5 separate regions of the Sus scrofa genome follow, and regions 2, 3, 4 and 5 are each linked to region 1. A link is a contact called in public Hi-C and HiChIP or PLAC-seq data. All regions are on one chromosome and are shown on one strand. The core of a region is the stretch at or near the end of the contact, and the rest is flanking DNA. Distances in the headings are between cores, read along the strand shown.

The links. Hi-C and Micro-C count contacts between places; a contact is called where the count stands out from the background. HiChIP or PLAC-seq counts read pairs in DNA pulled down with a chosen protein or histone mark.
Region 2: a Hi-C map of embryonic fibroblasts shows a contact between it and region 1, with 5 times the contacts expected there. The contact joins the promoter of C1RL here to the promoter of TPI1 in region 1. A contact is called at or near these places in 3 of 5 promoter capture datasets (fetal liver and liver), 21 of 47 Hi-C or Micro-C datasets (alveolar macrophages, blood, embryonic fibroblasts and 13 more) and 2 of 2 datasets of contacts at active chromatin or transcription factors (alveolar macrophages and skeletal muscle).
Region 3: a Hi-C map of liver shows a contact between it and region 1, with 5 times the contacts expected there. The contact joins the promoter of C1S here to the promoter of TPI1 in region 1. A contact is called at or near these places in 1 of 5 promoter capture datasets (fetal liver) and 3 of 47 Hi-C or Micro-C datasets (embryonic fibroblasts, liver and mesenteric adipose tissue).
Region 4: an H3K27ac HiChIP or PLAC-seq map of alveolar macrophages shows a contact between it and region 1. The contact joins the promoter of LPCAT3 here to the promoter of TPI1 in region 1. A contact is called at or near these places in 1 of 5 promoter capture datasets (liver), 7 of 47 Hi-C or Micro-C datasets (adipose tissue, alveolar macrophages, heart right ventricle and 4 more) and 1 of 2 datasets of contacts at active chromatin or transcription factors (alveolar macrophages).
Region 5: a Hi-C map of skeletal muscle shows a contact between it and region 1, with 3 times the contacts expected there. The contact joins the promoter of COPS7A here to the promoter of TPI1 in region 1. A contact is called at or near these places in 2 of 47 Hi-C or Micro-C datasets (liver and skeletal muscle) and 1 of 2 datasets of contacts at active chromatin or transcription factors (alveolar macrophages).

The regions. Positions count from the first base shown.
Region 1 is chr5:63,841,373-63,844,221 of Sscrofa11.1, reverse strand. TPI1 (triosephosphate isomerase 1) reads left to right here and starts at 1,369. Exons shown (of 7, transcript NM_001037151.1): 1 at 1,369-1,522; 2 at 2,649-2,772. The coding sequence starts at 1,408. USP5 (ubiquitin carboxyl-terminal hydrolase 5) reads left to right here. Exons shown (of 20, transcript XM_001925784.6): 20 at 1-480.
Region 2 is chr5:63,621,936-63,624,784 of Sscrofa11.1, reverse strand. It overlaps C1RL (complement C1r subcomponent-like protein), which reads right to left and starts at 1,387. Exons shown (of 7, transcript XM_021092409.1): 1 at 974-1,387.
Region 3 is chr5:63,678,355-63,681,203 of Sscrofa11.1, reverse strand. C1S (complement component 1, s subcomponent) reads left to right here and starts at 1,479. Exons shown (of 11, transcript NM_001005349.1): 1 at 1,479-1,542; 2 at 1,781-1,988; 3 at 2,476-2,653. The coding sequence starts at 1,538.
Region 4 is chr5:63,706,213-63,709,061 of Sscrofa11.1, reverse strand. It overlaps LPCAT3 (lysophospholipid acyltransferase 5), which reads right to left and starts at 1,388. Exons shown (of 13, transcript XM_003355593.5): 1 at 850-1,388. The coding sequence starts at 1,000.
Region 5 is chr5:63,975,958-63,978,806 of Sscrofa11.1, reverse strand. It overlaps COPS7A (COP9 signalosome complex subunit 7a), which reads left to right and starts at 1,337. Exons shown (of 8, transcript XM_003126528.5): 1 at 1,337-1,482; 2 at 1,976-2,180. The coding sequence starts at 2,019.

The sequences.
Region 1 (2,849 bases), core at 120-2,619:
ATGGATGTCAGCCCCCCTGCTCCCGTACCCTTTTCCTTTTCGTGTCCCCAGCAGCAGGGAAGAAGCTAGAGGCTATGAGAGAATGGCCAAGCGAAGTGGGGGGGGCACTCTGGAGACTTTGGGGATGGAGCAGGAAGGGGAACGGGAGGGGCCGGCTGCCTGTCTGTGAGGAGACTGTTGCTTTCCTGCCCTTGACCCCACAGGGCTCTGCTTCTCTGTGATCCTGCTGGCCCAGCGTGGAGCGGGCTCGTTTGTTTGTGTGGCGTGGGTATAGCTTTGTGCAGCCTCTTCCACAGGAGGGGGCTTCTGTGCCTCCCCTCCCCCGTTGTGTGTGCTCCCCGTGTGGTTGGGCAAGGAGGGATCTGAGGGAAATGGGGACCCCCCTCGCCCTCCTGCCTCAGTCTTTTCCCCACCCTGTCTCTCCCCTGTCCTTCTGGAAAATGCCAAAATACAGGATGTGAATAAAAGTACAGTGGCTCAGTTGTGTCCTGTTTGATACCTTTGGGGGAAGCTGTCTTCCCCAGGGCTAGCAGCGGGGCCAGTTTCACAAAGCTCCTGGCCCTGCCCCTTTGCCTTCTATGTTTTGTGCTGGTGTGATTGGGGGCTGAGTGAGGTGAGCTCTGGGGCAGCAGAGGAAGGCTGCGGGGTGGGGGCTGTTAGATGAGGGGATGTGGGCTGGGGTGTCACAGAACAGAGATGGGGTGGAAGAGCCCTTTCTTGCAGCCGTGATACCGGAGGGGGCCCAGGTGGGTTCTTTCCAAATGTCCCCAGTGGCTGTAGTCCTTTGTCAGGCCTTGGCCTGCTGGAGCAAAAAGCGGGGTATTCATGGGGACAGGGCGGACTTCTGAACCCCCCTCCCTTAGCTGCACAGTTTCTAGCCAAGGTGGGCCATCCCTCCGCTGCTGAACCCTGTTTTTTGCCCAGTTACTGTGGGGCTGGGTCGGCCCCGGGTGGGTCAGAGGTGTCCGCTCAGCACTCAGGGATGTGGGGGCTCCGATGGGGAAGGAGGCTCCTTTTCCCAGAGCTGGAGAGAGGCCCCTCCCCTATCCCTCGGTGTGGGGGTGGCGTGATGAAGCCGTGAAGCGGGGGTTTCCCTGAGCACCGGGCGCACGGTTCTCCCCAAAGTCAGACCACGGAAGCTGTAGCCACCGAGCCTGGACGCCGCTGGAACGTTGCTACAAGAAAGAAGGTGACGTCAGAACCTCGCAACGCGGGCGGCGGCGAGCGGCAGCGGGCGGTGGCGGGCGGCGGGCGGCGGGCGGGGCCGGGGCTGGGCTTCCGCGGGGCGGGCCAGTCATGGCCCAGGACGCGAAGGGGGCGGGGTTCTGCCTCTCCGCTCTCTATATAAGCGGCCAGTGGAGACGGCCGCGCGCTGCTCCTGACCTTCAGTGTGCTGGCTCCAGCGCCATGGCGCCCGCTAGGAAGTTCTTCGTGGGGGGAAACTGGAAGATGAACGGGCGAAAGAACAATCTGGGGGAGCTCATCAACACCCTCAACGCAGCCAAGCTGCCGGCCGACACCGGTGAGCCCTGGCGGTGGGTGGGAGGTCGGGCGTGGTGGCGCCCTCTCCCGAGCTCTCTCAGCAGTTGTCTGCGTGGTCCTGCTTGCAGGGCCGGAGACCAGAGTTACTGGGGTCCCGGCCTTGGCCCTGCGGCCGCAGGACCAGGGGTGTGTCCACGGGGAAAGGCGGAGCCGCATCTCCCTGTGCCCTCCGACTGTGGGAGGAAGACGGCTCCGGGGTGCGGACCGGGGCTGCACCCGCCCGAGCCGGGGATGGAAGTGGAGCCCAGCCCCTACGGGCGATCGGGAGAGGCCGGCGCCAGTCCGGTGTGTGGGGGAGGAGGCTGCGTGCAGGCTTCTGGGCCCCCTCGGCGCCGGCTCCGTGCGCCGCCGCACGTAGCCCAGACTCCTCCCCGCGCTTTGCCTGGGCTACCGAGTTCCCCTGCCGGGTGGCCCTTGGCCTCTTGAGCTACTCTTCTGATCCTTTCCCCTCGGCGGCCTGCAAGACCCTTCTGCGGAAGGGGCTGAGCAAGTGACAAACGGGCAGAGCCATGTGGGGATGAGGAGCGATCCTCTTGTTTTCTGCAACCTGGATACGGGAAAACGCAAGGCCTCTATGAGCCAGTCGACTCGCTGCCACCCACGGACAGAGTGCCGTCCTCAGTCCTTCCCATCCCAGGCATCTAAATCACAGAACCCCGGGTCTGATCAAGAGGCACCCCCTTCTGGTTTATTCCCCCCAGAGACTGCAGTACAGACCCCAGGAGTTGGCCCTTTCTGCTTTTGCTAAAAATCCTTGCCTGGCTAGGAGAGGTGGGAATGAGCTATTTTAGAAGGGAGGCGGGGTTGGCCCCAGAGAATGCTGAGTCTAGGAGGTGCCCAGGCCCAGAATAGCCTGGGGAAATCAGAGCCACAGCTGTTAAAAGAGCAGAGGGCAGGGCAAGGGCCATGACCTCTCAGGGGTACCCAAAAGGTTCAGAGTTGGGTTCAGGCCCAGCCTGGGGTGCAGAGTAGACAAAGATCATCATGCTGGTGTGGAAATGGGCGAAGGCAGAACTATGAAAGCGGTGGAGGCTAGGGGGCTCCAGAGCACTGGATAGGGTCTGGATTTGTGATGCCATCCCCTTCTGTCACTGTCTTCTACTCAGAGGTGGTTTGCGCACCCCCCACCGCCTACATTGACTTCGCCAGGCAGAAGCTAGATCCCAAGATTGCCGTGGCTGCACAGAACTGCTACAAAGTGGCTAATGGGGCCTTTACTGGGGAGATCAGGTAAGATGGTGTGTGTGTGTGTACTGGGGGGACCCAGCCCTTATTCTCCTCATGGAGGGAAAAGCCATGGGGTGGGC
Region 2 (2,849 bases), core at 138-2,637, 220 kb after region 1:
CTATTTTCACACCCATGAGATTGAATGTTCTTGAGTCACCCCTTTATCAGAATTGACTCTGTGAAGCAGAATCATGGCTGATTTTCTGCAGCTCCAGGATAAGAAGGATTACCCTGTCATCTTCTGGAGATTTATTTCAAGAGCATTTGTGGGGCTTGCTTTTTCAAACCAAGCACCGGCCTTTTATTACCGAGTATTTAGAGGGGGAAGAAAAAGGCTGGTCTAAGAAGCTTAACATGTACAAAAGAAATGAGACAGTTAAATGGATACAAAACATATTATGTTTTTCATCTTCAGTCGGGAGACACTTTCCTTCACTGCAGGGCGAGTGCACAGGCTTGGCCCCAGCAAGGCAACGGGACTGTGGCTGGGGAAGTCTCCTCAAGCAGGAGGAACAGAAAGTTCCTGGAAGTATAGTGGTTGTCAGCATGGATTTAAAAAGCAAATCTCCATTTGCTGTCTGGCTCAGGGGTAGCTGAAATACTGGAGATAGGTTTTACCCCAACTGAGGCTTGGTACATCTGAGACCTGGAAGCCCTCTCACCCACAGACACCCAGACTTAACTTGAAGGATGAGCTGTGGGGGTCATGCCAGCTGCCAATTTTTTTTTTTTTTTTTTTTTTTTAGCTTTTCTGTTTCAAAGACTCGATTTCCATTTCTTTCTCTTTTCTTTCTTTTTGGCTGCACCTGTTCCCAGGTCAGGGATTGAACCCACGCCATGGCGGCAATCCGAGCCACTGCAGCAACAATGCTGGATCCTTACCCCGCAGCCCCACTAGGAAACCCCTCTGTTTCCATTTCCTTATGGTCCCCGTCTTCCCCCAGCCTGTGGTTGTCTCTGTCACGGCCCTTCCTTTCCAGGCCTGGTGTTCTGGGGACAAGAGCGATGGCCATGACCAAGCGACAGGACCCGAACTCATGGAAATGAGGTGGTGGAGAAAGACTCTGTGAAGGAGAGTGGAATTCACCTACGTGGACCCCTCCGCAATTCCTGGTCCGGGCGGCTCCACCTTGCCTAGAGTTGGAAATCTGGAGATGCAGGGTCCGGGGTCCTGTCTTCTCCCTGGGTGTCAGAGCAGGTAAGCTGACTGTGGGCGGCTTGGCCCCCGGGAGGGAAGTCTGATGGCCCTTCCAAGGCCGGGTTGGGCCACTGGGTGCAAATTGCAGCAGCAGGAGGCGGCAGATGGAGCCCCAGAGGCAGAAGTGTTCTACTGCCACCTGCTGGTAAAAGTCAGGAACTGCCAGTGAACCAAAGGAGCTATGGCACGGCTTGGGGGATCAGCCCCTGGAGGAGGCGTGATGAACCAGCCACTGGATCATAATAAGGCTCAGGGGTCCTGTGTTGTGTTCTTTGCCTCTGTGACTATAGCCTCTCCATCATACACCCATCCAACCACTATCAGCCCTAACAGTACTGGTGACTAATTAATTTATTTTTACCCACCCTAATTTACTTTATTTGAAGAAATTGCTAGAGGCAATCACTGTGCCATCACTGTGCCATCTCCATGGGTGTCTAATGAGATTGTTAGGGACTCCCCCACCAGGGCGTACCTTCTCCCTGTCTTGCTAGCTTTGGTGAACTAATTTACCCAGTCTTCCAGAATACTTTTTTTTTTTTTTTTTTTTTTTTTTTTTTTTTTTTTTGTCTTTTTAGCTATTTCTTGGGCCGCTCCCGTGGCATATGGATGTTCCCAGGCTAGGGGGTCGAATCTGAGCTGTAGCCACCGGCCTACGCCAGAGCCACAGCAACGCGGGATCCGAGCCGCATCTGCAACCTACACCACAGCTCACGGCAACGCCGGATCCTTAACCCACTGAGCAAGGGCAGGGACCGAACCCGCAGCCTCATGGTTCCTAGTCGGATTCGTTAACCACTGCGCCACGACGGGAACTCCCCAGAATACTCTTTATCTTTTTTTTTTTTTTTGTCTTTTTAGGGCCAAACCCTTGGCATATGGAAGTTCCCAGTCTAGGGGTCCAATTGGAGCTGGCGCCACCGGCCTACGCTAGAGCCACAGCGACGCCAGATCTGAGCCACCTCTGTGACCTACACCACTCTCATGGCAATGCCGGATCCTTAACACACTGAGCAAGGCCAGGGATTGAACCTGAGTCCTCGTGGATGCTAGTCAGATTCGTTTCCACTGAGCCATGATGGGAACTCTGGGCTTTCAGTTTTAAAACTGGGAAAGTTTGGGTGAACCAGGACAGTTGGTCACTCTAAATGAACAGGGGTTGGTTACAGGGCTGAGTGGAGGCTGGGTAGGAGAGAGGGCAGGGAGCCAAGAGGGTGAAGAGGCAGTGACCACACCTGTAGCTGCAATCTGGAGCAGTCCAGGGCCAGGATGGGGTCCCCAAGGTGAATCTAACACCTTGACTGGAAGGGCCTGTCATGGTCCCACCGGGATAGTGCACCTGCCGTGAGTGTTGGGGTCGGGGCAGAGAGACTGCACGACTCGCAGGCCCTGTATGAAGCTGGTCATTGCAACCCCACTCGGGGCTGGGACAGCCATGCTCCCTCTCCCAGTTTCAGCACCACCTCCCTGTACTGGGGCCTCGTCTCCCACTGGCAGGGCGTAGGTAGCCTGGGCAGGAGAAGCAGAAGAGTTTCCCCAGAGGATTACAGATGGCACAGGGGCTCCTGGGCTGGGAGTGGGGAGTAGGGAGAATGAGGGGTTGAGGAACTGGGCTCTGGAGCCTTGGGGAGGGGGCAAGTTTGAGGGGCAGCTAACACACTTTTCATTCTTACTTCTTATCTTTTTATAGCCACACCTACGACATATGGAAGTTCCCAGGCAAGGGGGTGAATCAGAGCTGTCACTGCCCGGCTACACCACAGCCACAG
Region 3 (2,849 bases), core at 230-2,729, 160 kb after region 1:
GCTTGCTCCCATCAGCTTCTGAAGGTAAAAACCTTGAAATCGAAGAGCAGAGCTTTGATGGAGGAAAAAGGAAGGCAGAAAACTTTATATAAGAAGGTTTGGGGCAAAGAGGGAGGGCTGGAAAGAGCAGAACAAAAAGAAGGCAGAATATAGACCCCTTATTTCTCAGGTTGACTCTCTCCACCCCAGTGTCACCTCACCACCTATCACTGTTTTCAGGGTTAGAAACATATTTGGCAGGACTTTTTGGAACTGTGGGGGAAATGCCTTGTCTTTTTAGTAAAGTTAAAAAAAAACCAAAACTTGGAAAAATGACCTGGGAAATTGAGGGAATACTTTTCCTCTCTTTTTATGTTTCCTGTCATTCAGATGTACCTTTTCTTCTTCCCCACCCAAGCTTGTCTCAAGACCACTTCTCCCCAGGTTTTTCCCTGGGAAAAGAAGCTCATTCCTCCATCAGTGGTCATTTGGGGCATCCACAGAAATCCATGCACTAATAAACATAGTCAAGAGAGCTAGTTCGAAGTGATAAGGGGTGGGGGGGTGTTTTTTTTTTTTTTTGCTTTGCTTTGCTTTTTTTAAGGGCTGCACTCATGGCATATGGAAGGTTCCAGGCTAGGGGTCCAGCTGGAATCAGAGCTGCAGCCACCGGCCTACACTGCAGCCACAGCAATGCCAGATCCTTAACCCACTGAGCAAGGCCAGGGATAGAATTCTCATCTTTATGGATACCAGTCAGGTTCATTGCCACTGAGCCATGACGGGAACTCCAAGGGGGGAGCCCAGTGTTAAGGAGAGGGGAGACCCGTCCTAGGAGGATGGTCATGAGGGGGAAAGACTCCTGAACACCTGAGTAGAAATGGGGATATGGTTCTCTGAGAGCAAGAGAGAGGCTGATAGGGTTGGGGCTGGAGGGGACAGTTGGGGGTGAGGAAGGAAAACAGAGGAAGAGGAAAACTCGAGAGAGAGTACTTCTCATTTTGGAGAAAACTTGGGAGAAGGTCCCGAGAAACCACAGGAGAGGGATAAGATTTAGTTTCAATTTAGAACCAGGAAGGAGTTCCCGCTGTGGTGCAGTGGGTTAAGAATCTGACTGCAGTGGCTCAGGTGGATGTGGAGATGCGGTTTCAATCCTGGCCCGGTGCAGTAGGTTAAAGGATCCAGCGTGGCTTCAGGTGTGGTGTAGGTCTTGGCTGCAGCTTGGATTCCATCTCTGGCCTGGGACCTTCCATATGCCTTGGGTGAGGCCATTAAAAAAAAAAAAAAAAAACCACAAAAAAAACTAAACCAAACCAAACAAAATTTAGAAACAGGGAGCATGTGAGAGGATGGGTGTCAGGGGCAATGATTAGTGATATCCTTCTGTTTACTCTCTGTGTTATTTTTGCCAAGGGGACACTGATCCTTCACTGCTTCAGCAGGTATCTGTGTTTGTTGGACAAATACACAGCCTGGCACCTCTTTGGCTCCAAAGTCCAGAGGTGCCAAGAGCCAGGACCAAAAGAGCTGTTCACCAGGGATGGACAAATTGCCAGGGATGTGGTAAGTGATCAGGAATCCACAGGGATGTACACAGACTCAGTTCCCTTCATCTTCTCAAGAAAATGGTTCAGATCTGAAGCCTGGGTTTTGCTTTAATGGGGCCTTTTGGCTTCATTCCCACCCAAGCGTCTCCTCTATGGGCTGGTGCCCTTCTCCTTTCCCCTCCCTTCTCCCTGCACTCGTCCGTTGGCACCTGCATCACCCACCTCTCCATGTGTCTTTTTTTTTTTTTTTTCAGGTGCATTGTCCTACTTTCCCTTTTGGCGTGGGTTGATGCCGAGCCGACTATGTATGGGGAGATCCTGTCCCCCAACTATCCTCAGGCTTACCCCAATGAGGTAGAGAAATCTTGGGATATAGAAGTTCCTGAAGGGTACGGGATCCACCTTTACTTCACCCACCTGGACATAGAGCTGTCAGAGAACTGTGCATATGACTCAGTGCAGGTATGTTCTTTTTTTTTTTTTTTTTTTTTTTTTTGTCTTTTTGCCATTTCTAGGGCCATTCCTGCAGCATATGGAGGTTCCCAGGCTAGGGATCGAATTGGAGCTGTAGCCACTGGCCTACGCCAGAGCCACAGCAACACAGGATCCGAGCTGCGTCTGCGACCTACACCATAGCTCACGGCAAGGCCGGATCCTTAACCCACTGAGCAAGGCCAGGGATTGAACCTGCAACCTCATGGTTCCCAGTCAGATTCATTAACCACTGAGCCACGATGGGAACTCCAGTGCAGGTATGTTCTAATAAGCACATAAAGGATGGGGCTGGGGTTGGGGGCTGGAAGGAGAGGTTGCCAGCAGGAGTGCCCCTGGTATGCAGTGAGCTGGAGTCACAAAGTCCTCCTGTGGGAAATGGTCTCATCTTTCCCCCTTTGCTCTGACCTTCCTACCAAAATATCCATTCCCAGCCTCTTTTTGACTCTTCTCTTAGATAAAGTCAGGAGGACGTGAAGAAGGGAAACTCTGTGGACAGAAGACCAGCAAGAACCCCAAGTCCGCAGTGGTGGAAGAGTTCCAAGTCCCGTATAACAAACTCCAGGTGATTTTTACGTCGGATTTCTCCAATGAGGAGCGTTTCACTGGGTTTGCCGCCTACTACGTTGCCGTAGGTAAGGCTCTTCCTTCTCCGTGTACCTCACTGATCCAGCTACAAGATTGAAAACAGGACAAACATTGAGCAATGCAAGGAGTGAGGATTCTGTTTATAACTCTTATGAAGGGTTGGCTTGGATCCCTCCATGAATCACATTTGTGAAATACAAACACATAATCGTATCTTGGTGGTGATACGATGATAGCAGCACA
Region 4 (2,849 bases), core at 139-2,638, 140 kb after region 1:
CCACAGTTTGTAAGCAGCAGCAAGGCTGGATCTGATTCGTTTGCCTTCTAAGTCTACACACTTTTTTCCCCCCTCATTGTCATGCTGCTTCCTTGTATTAAAAAAACCATGGAGGAAGAATGCAATAAAAAAGCCTATAAACCAGGTATAACACAGTCTGTTGTGACATAAATTCAGATATACCACATCCTTTGAACCACGTGGATAACAACCGCTTGGGGTAGCATGGATAGTTTTTAAGGGGTTGCCAGTCCTGTTTCCCAAGCCCAGTACTAAAATGATATTCCAGGGTAAATGACAGGTGGGTGGTTAAGGAAAAGAAAAAGCAATATGGTATAAGAAGAAAACACGAGAAACTGGACAAAAAGAGGAAAGTGTAATACAAGCTGGCAATGCACAAAATAGAGATTCAGAATGTGCAAGTATGGAGCGTGGGGCTGAGGGGGCCCTTAGGACTAAAATAGCTAAGTTAGGGGGCCTATACCTGCCAATAAGAAGCGCGCGTGTGAGAGGGTTGATATTAATACCAGCAGTACACATGGACAGAGAGTAGAACTCAAGAGAGACAAATAAGGACAGGTCGTGGGGACACCGGATAGAGCATGGCAGGATGAGAGGGTGGTGGCGCCAAATGAGGGGCCAGAAGGGTACAGTAGGGGTCGAAGGGAAAGGTGAAGAGGTTCAGAGGGCACAGCGCCCCCAGACTCGAGACTAGACTTGTATCCCTCTCCAGAGCTGGTTGGTGTGTTCTAGGATTCACATTCGCACCCCACACAGCCCTCCCGGTGGGGCCGGGAAGAGGGGGAGGTCACGCCCCGGTTCCCCGGGGACTCCGCGAGGGGTCCTTACCTAGGAAGATGGAGAGGATGAGCCGCAGCGCCTGTTCTGACGCGCCCAGGGACGTCGCCAACTTGTTAAGGCTCAGCTCCTGGAGAACCCACCGCAGCACTCCTGCCAGCTCCACCACCGCTCCCACGTCCCCCTCGGCTGCGGACGCCATCTTAGCTCCGGGCGCCCCCCAGGGACCCCTCGGCTCCGCGCGCCCCGAATGTGGGCACAACGCTGGAGCTTCACCCCCAATTCCGGCCCGGAGCCCGCCCACGGCGTGCGCATTGGCTGTGGGCCCGCCCAGCGGCTTCAGACTCAGCCGATCATTGGCCGGCCCGGGAAGGGGGCGGGGCCTCACGCAGCAAGGTAGGCAGGGGGCGGGGCTGAGCGGTTGTAAGGCAAAGGTGACTCTGGCCAGAATGAACGCGGGGCAGGCCGGGGGCGGGGCTTGGTACAGGGAACCAGACCTGCGATTGGAAAAGTCTGAAGCAGCGCCTGTACAACTCAGTTCCAGCAGCTCAGGGGAGGAGTCGGGGCGTGCTGGTGTCCGGCCGGCTCGTGCACTGCCTCCCTATTGGCTGAGACGGAGCAGGCGAGAGTCGGGGCGGGGGGGTGCCGTCACCCGACCGCGAGGTTACTCTCGGTCGCCGGCGCGCCGGGGTTACTGGGGCATGTAGCGGGAGGGCGGGAATTTCTGCGGCGGCCTCGCAAGCGCCTCCTAACGGCGCCGCCGGCCGTTCTTAAACCGTTAGATACGCCGCCGCCTTCCCTCCCAGGCTTTGCCTGCTCCTATTTCCTGCTACGTCCTGTATTAAAATGTTACCTCGAGGGATGAAATTGATATGCCGATTTAATCATTATTTTAATTAAAAATTGAACTAGTTTGTCACTATTACAGGTACAAGGTAAAAGAGCAAAGAGGGTAGAAACTGAGGACAAAATAAAAGCCCTTTTTTCCCACCTTGCTTCTCATTCTTACTTTGTACAGGTAACCACTATTTCAGATAAGAAAAGCAAAATGTGGAGTTCCCATTGTGGCACAGCGGAAACGAATTTTACTAGTATCCGTGAGGATGCCGGTTTGATCCCTGGCCTTGCTAAGTGGGTTAAGAATCCGGTGTTGGGATGAGCTATGGTGTAGGTCACAGACTCAGCTGGAATATGACGTTGCTGTGGCTGTGGTGTAGGCCAGCAGCTGTAGTTCTGATTCAGCTCCTAGCCTGGGAACTTCCATATGTCAGGAGTGCAGCCCTAAAAAGCAAAACAAACCAACAAACACCTTAGAATAACAAAATGTGCCAAGACCAGTGCTGGACCCAATGCCATGGAGTGTGGATTGATGGTAATATAAAGCGATCCTGGACTTATAATTGCAAACTAGGGGAAGTGTCCCTGAAGGAAAGGGACAAGTTCCTATGAGAGTATGTAACAAAGGAACACCAAGAGTTTCCAGTAATAGCTGGAATTTGTGGAGCATCGGTGCACAATTAACCGCTTACACTGCTATAGCACTTCACACTTTGTGCAGCACTGATATCCACAGTAGTTCACTTAATTGATTATGAAACAGGATATTTATTATTATGATATCCTCTTACAGATGCAGAGGCTTGGAGAAATTAAGGAAAGTGGCAGGGACAACTGAAACCCAAGTCTGTTAAACTTCACTTCCCTCCCCCTTTGTGGGAAGAAAATATAAAAAATAAGAAATATTCAGAAAAGTCAAGAATAATATAACTTGGAGTTCCCATGGTGGCTCAGCAGTTAACAAGCCCGACAAGGATTCATGAAGAAGTGGGTTCGCTCCCTGGCCTCGCTCAGTGGATTAAGGATTAAGCATGGCTGTGGCTGTGGTGTAGCCCGGCAGCTGCAGATCCGATTCAGCCCCTAGTCTGGGAACCTCCGTATGCCACCAGTACGGCCCTAAAAAAAAAAAAAAAAAAAAAAAGTAGTAATATCACTTCCCACAGGTTAAGAAACAAACATCACATGTACAGCTGAAGAGCCTGATGTATCTCTTC
Region 5 (2,849 bases), core at 88-2,587, 130 kb before region 1:
AGTTGTTTATTTTTGCCCCCTAAAGTATTGTGGTAAATTGGAAAGATGGCTCCAGGCTCGAATAGACATGGGCTCCAAATAAAACTCTGGATTTTTTGTTTGTTTGTTCGTTTTTTTGCTTTCTTTGGGCCGCTCCCGCGGCATATGGAGGTTCCCAGGCTAGGGGTCCAATCGGAGCTGTAGCCACCGGCCTATGCCAGAGCCACAGCAACGCGGGATCCGAGCCGCGTCTGCAACCTACACCACAGCTCACGGCAACGCCAGATCGTTAACCCACTGAGCAAGGGCAGGGACCGCAACCTCGTGGTTCCTAGTCAGATTCGTTAACCACTGCGACACGACGGGAACTCCAAAACTCTGGATTTTTATGAGCTTCAATGTATGCCTTCCCTGCAGCTAGGATTTTTTTTCCTTCTCCAGGAATCAAAAGGGTTAATGTACAGGAATGCATCATTCAGTACATTTGCAAACATGAGAGATGGCGTCCTGGAAACACCATGGAGACACTGTACAGTTATGAGAATTCAATGGGTCAAATTTTAATTTTAAAAGATGCCTGAACAACAGTAAGCCTTCAATACGTGTTAGCTATTACTATTTACCGTTTCCACACTTGTCTCTTTCTCCTCCAAAAAAATGAGTGGTTGCAATAAAAATGAGACGATCTCTGCAGCTCAACTTCTATGGTCTCCCTCTCTCCTCCTCGTTTCACACCACCTTTTTCCTTATGTCCCTCTCTTTTTTTTTTAATTATTTTTTATTTTTTATTATTTTGTCTGCTATTTCTTTGGGCCGCTCCCGCGGCATATGGAGGTTCCCAGGCTAGGGGTCAAATCGGAGCTGTAGCCACTGGCCTATGCCTGAGCCACAGCAACGCGGGATCCGAGCCGCGTCTGCAATCTACGCCACAGCTCACGGCAACGCCGGATCCTTTAAGCCAATGAGCAAGGGCAGGGACCGAACCCGCAACCTCATGGTTCCTAGTCGGATTCGTTAACCACTGCGCCACGACGGGAACTCCCCTCTCTTTTTTTTAAATCCCCCTCTCTTTCGATTACAGCTTTTCTCTTGCCTCGGGAACTCTGACAAATTTTCAGACCTCAGCCAGCCTGAAGCTGACGCAGAACTAGCCGGTAGCAGGCTATCGCCAAGAGTTCCCTCTGCAAACAGCCTCTTGCGCTTGTCCAATAAAGTTTTATTGAAACAAAGCCGAGGAAAGGGCGCCCGTCATTCTTTCCGCAAGAGCCAATCAGAGAGCAGAACGCCTGCGTCGCTCTTGGGATCTTCATCAGTCGGAGGCGGGGACGGAGCATGTCCCGCCTGAAACCCGCCCCGTGAGAGCGGAAAGTAAGGCCGGAAGCCAGCCATAGAGTTTAGGGGCCAGAGCGACCGTGCAGGGAGGTGGCAGGAAAGGCTGGGAACAGCTGCCGGAGGTGACGGAGCGGTGGCCCCGCCCAGTGCGCTGGAAGAAGAAGCTTCCAGGTAGCGGCCCGCGGAGTCTGACCCAGAGTACGACGAGGCAGTCGGCGGGAGCCCACGGTCCCTGGGCGGCCTCTTTAAGGGAGGGGGCGGAGCCACGTGGAAGGATCGCGAGGGTGAGGTCACGTGGTTCGGGGCACCTGCGGGGTACTGTGGATTTGAGGGAGCGTCGTCCCGGTGGATACTATGTGACATCACCTCCCCCACTACGACTTGTGCCTTGGGGTTCATTGGGGTGCACGTGGTGGGGCTTGAGGTTAGGCCCAGGGTTGGGGGAGGTGGGCGTGGCAGCCGGATTTTAGCCAGGCTTCCTTCAAAGTGCCCGATTTTAGGGTTCCTAGGTCCGATGTTAGACTGCTCGATCTCTGGGTTGCGAGATAGAGCGAACTTTATTGTTGCGAAAGTGGCTCAGTGTCTCCAGTCCAGCCCTTATCTCTTGTGCTTTTCATCCTCCCCTGTTCAAGGAACTTCGCCTTCACATTCTCTTTCCTTGCAGCTCCAGACTTCCTGAGCCCAGGTCCCCCCAGCTCAGTGCAGCCATGAGTGCGGAGGTGAAGGTGACAGGGCAGAACCAGGAGCAATTCCTGCTCCTGGCGAAGTCGGCCAAGGGGGCAGCGCTGGCCACACTCATCCACCAGGTGCTGGAGGCCCCTGGTGTCTACGTGTTTGGGGAACTGCTGGATATGCCTAATGTTAGAGAGGTGGGTTCCTGACCTGGGTAGCCCACAGGGCAGCTTGACTAAAGTTTGAATTTGAGAACAGGCGGCCCGGGCTTATTTCGCAACCCCATGACCATACAGTTAAACAAGAATATGGTAATAATTAACCAACAGCTTGCAGAAATAAGTAGGCAAGTAAACCTCTTAGTTTCCCTTTGAGGATGAATGATCTGTAAAACTGAGTATTTTTCATTTTTGAACAAAGAGCCTGCGATTCAGAGTAGGAGACCTGATTCCAGCCTGTCTCTATCAGTGTAATAGCTCTTAATAATCATATGATCTTGATCAGGTTTCTTTAATTTTAGGCCCTAAATTTTCTCTTTTAAAAAAATGCTCCTGATACAATCCCTCACTCTTGTAGGAATCAGATGAAATTATGGGAAAGTAAAGTCTGGTACAAATGGAATAACTGACTGTGAAATTGGCATGCTCTGTTCTCTCCCCCTTTGCACCATATGCTAATTCACTTCAGTTAGAGTAGGTAGAAAGTGTCTTTTTCCCAAAGACACATAGCAGCATGCTAGGAACACAGAACTGTTCGCACAGAAGTGGCAGAGTTGAGTTTGAAGTCCACAGTGAGTGGGTTGCCAAGATATATGTCACCAACCCAACCCCCAAGATGGTATAACAATGGTAGGTGGGCAAACTGAG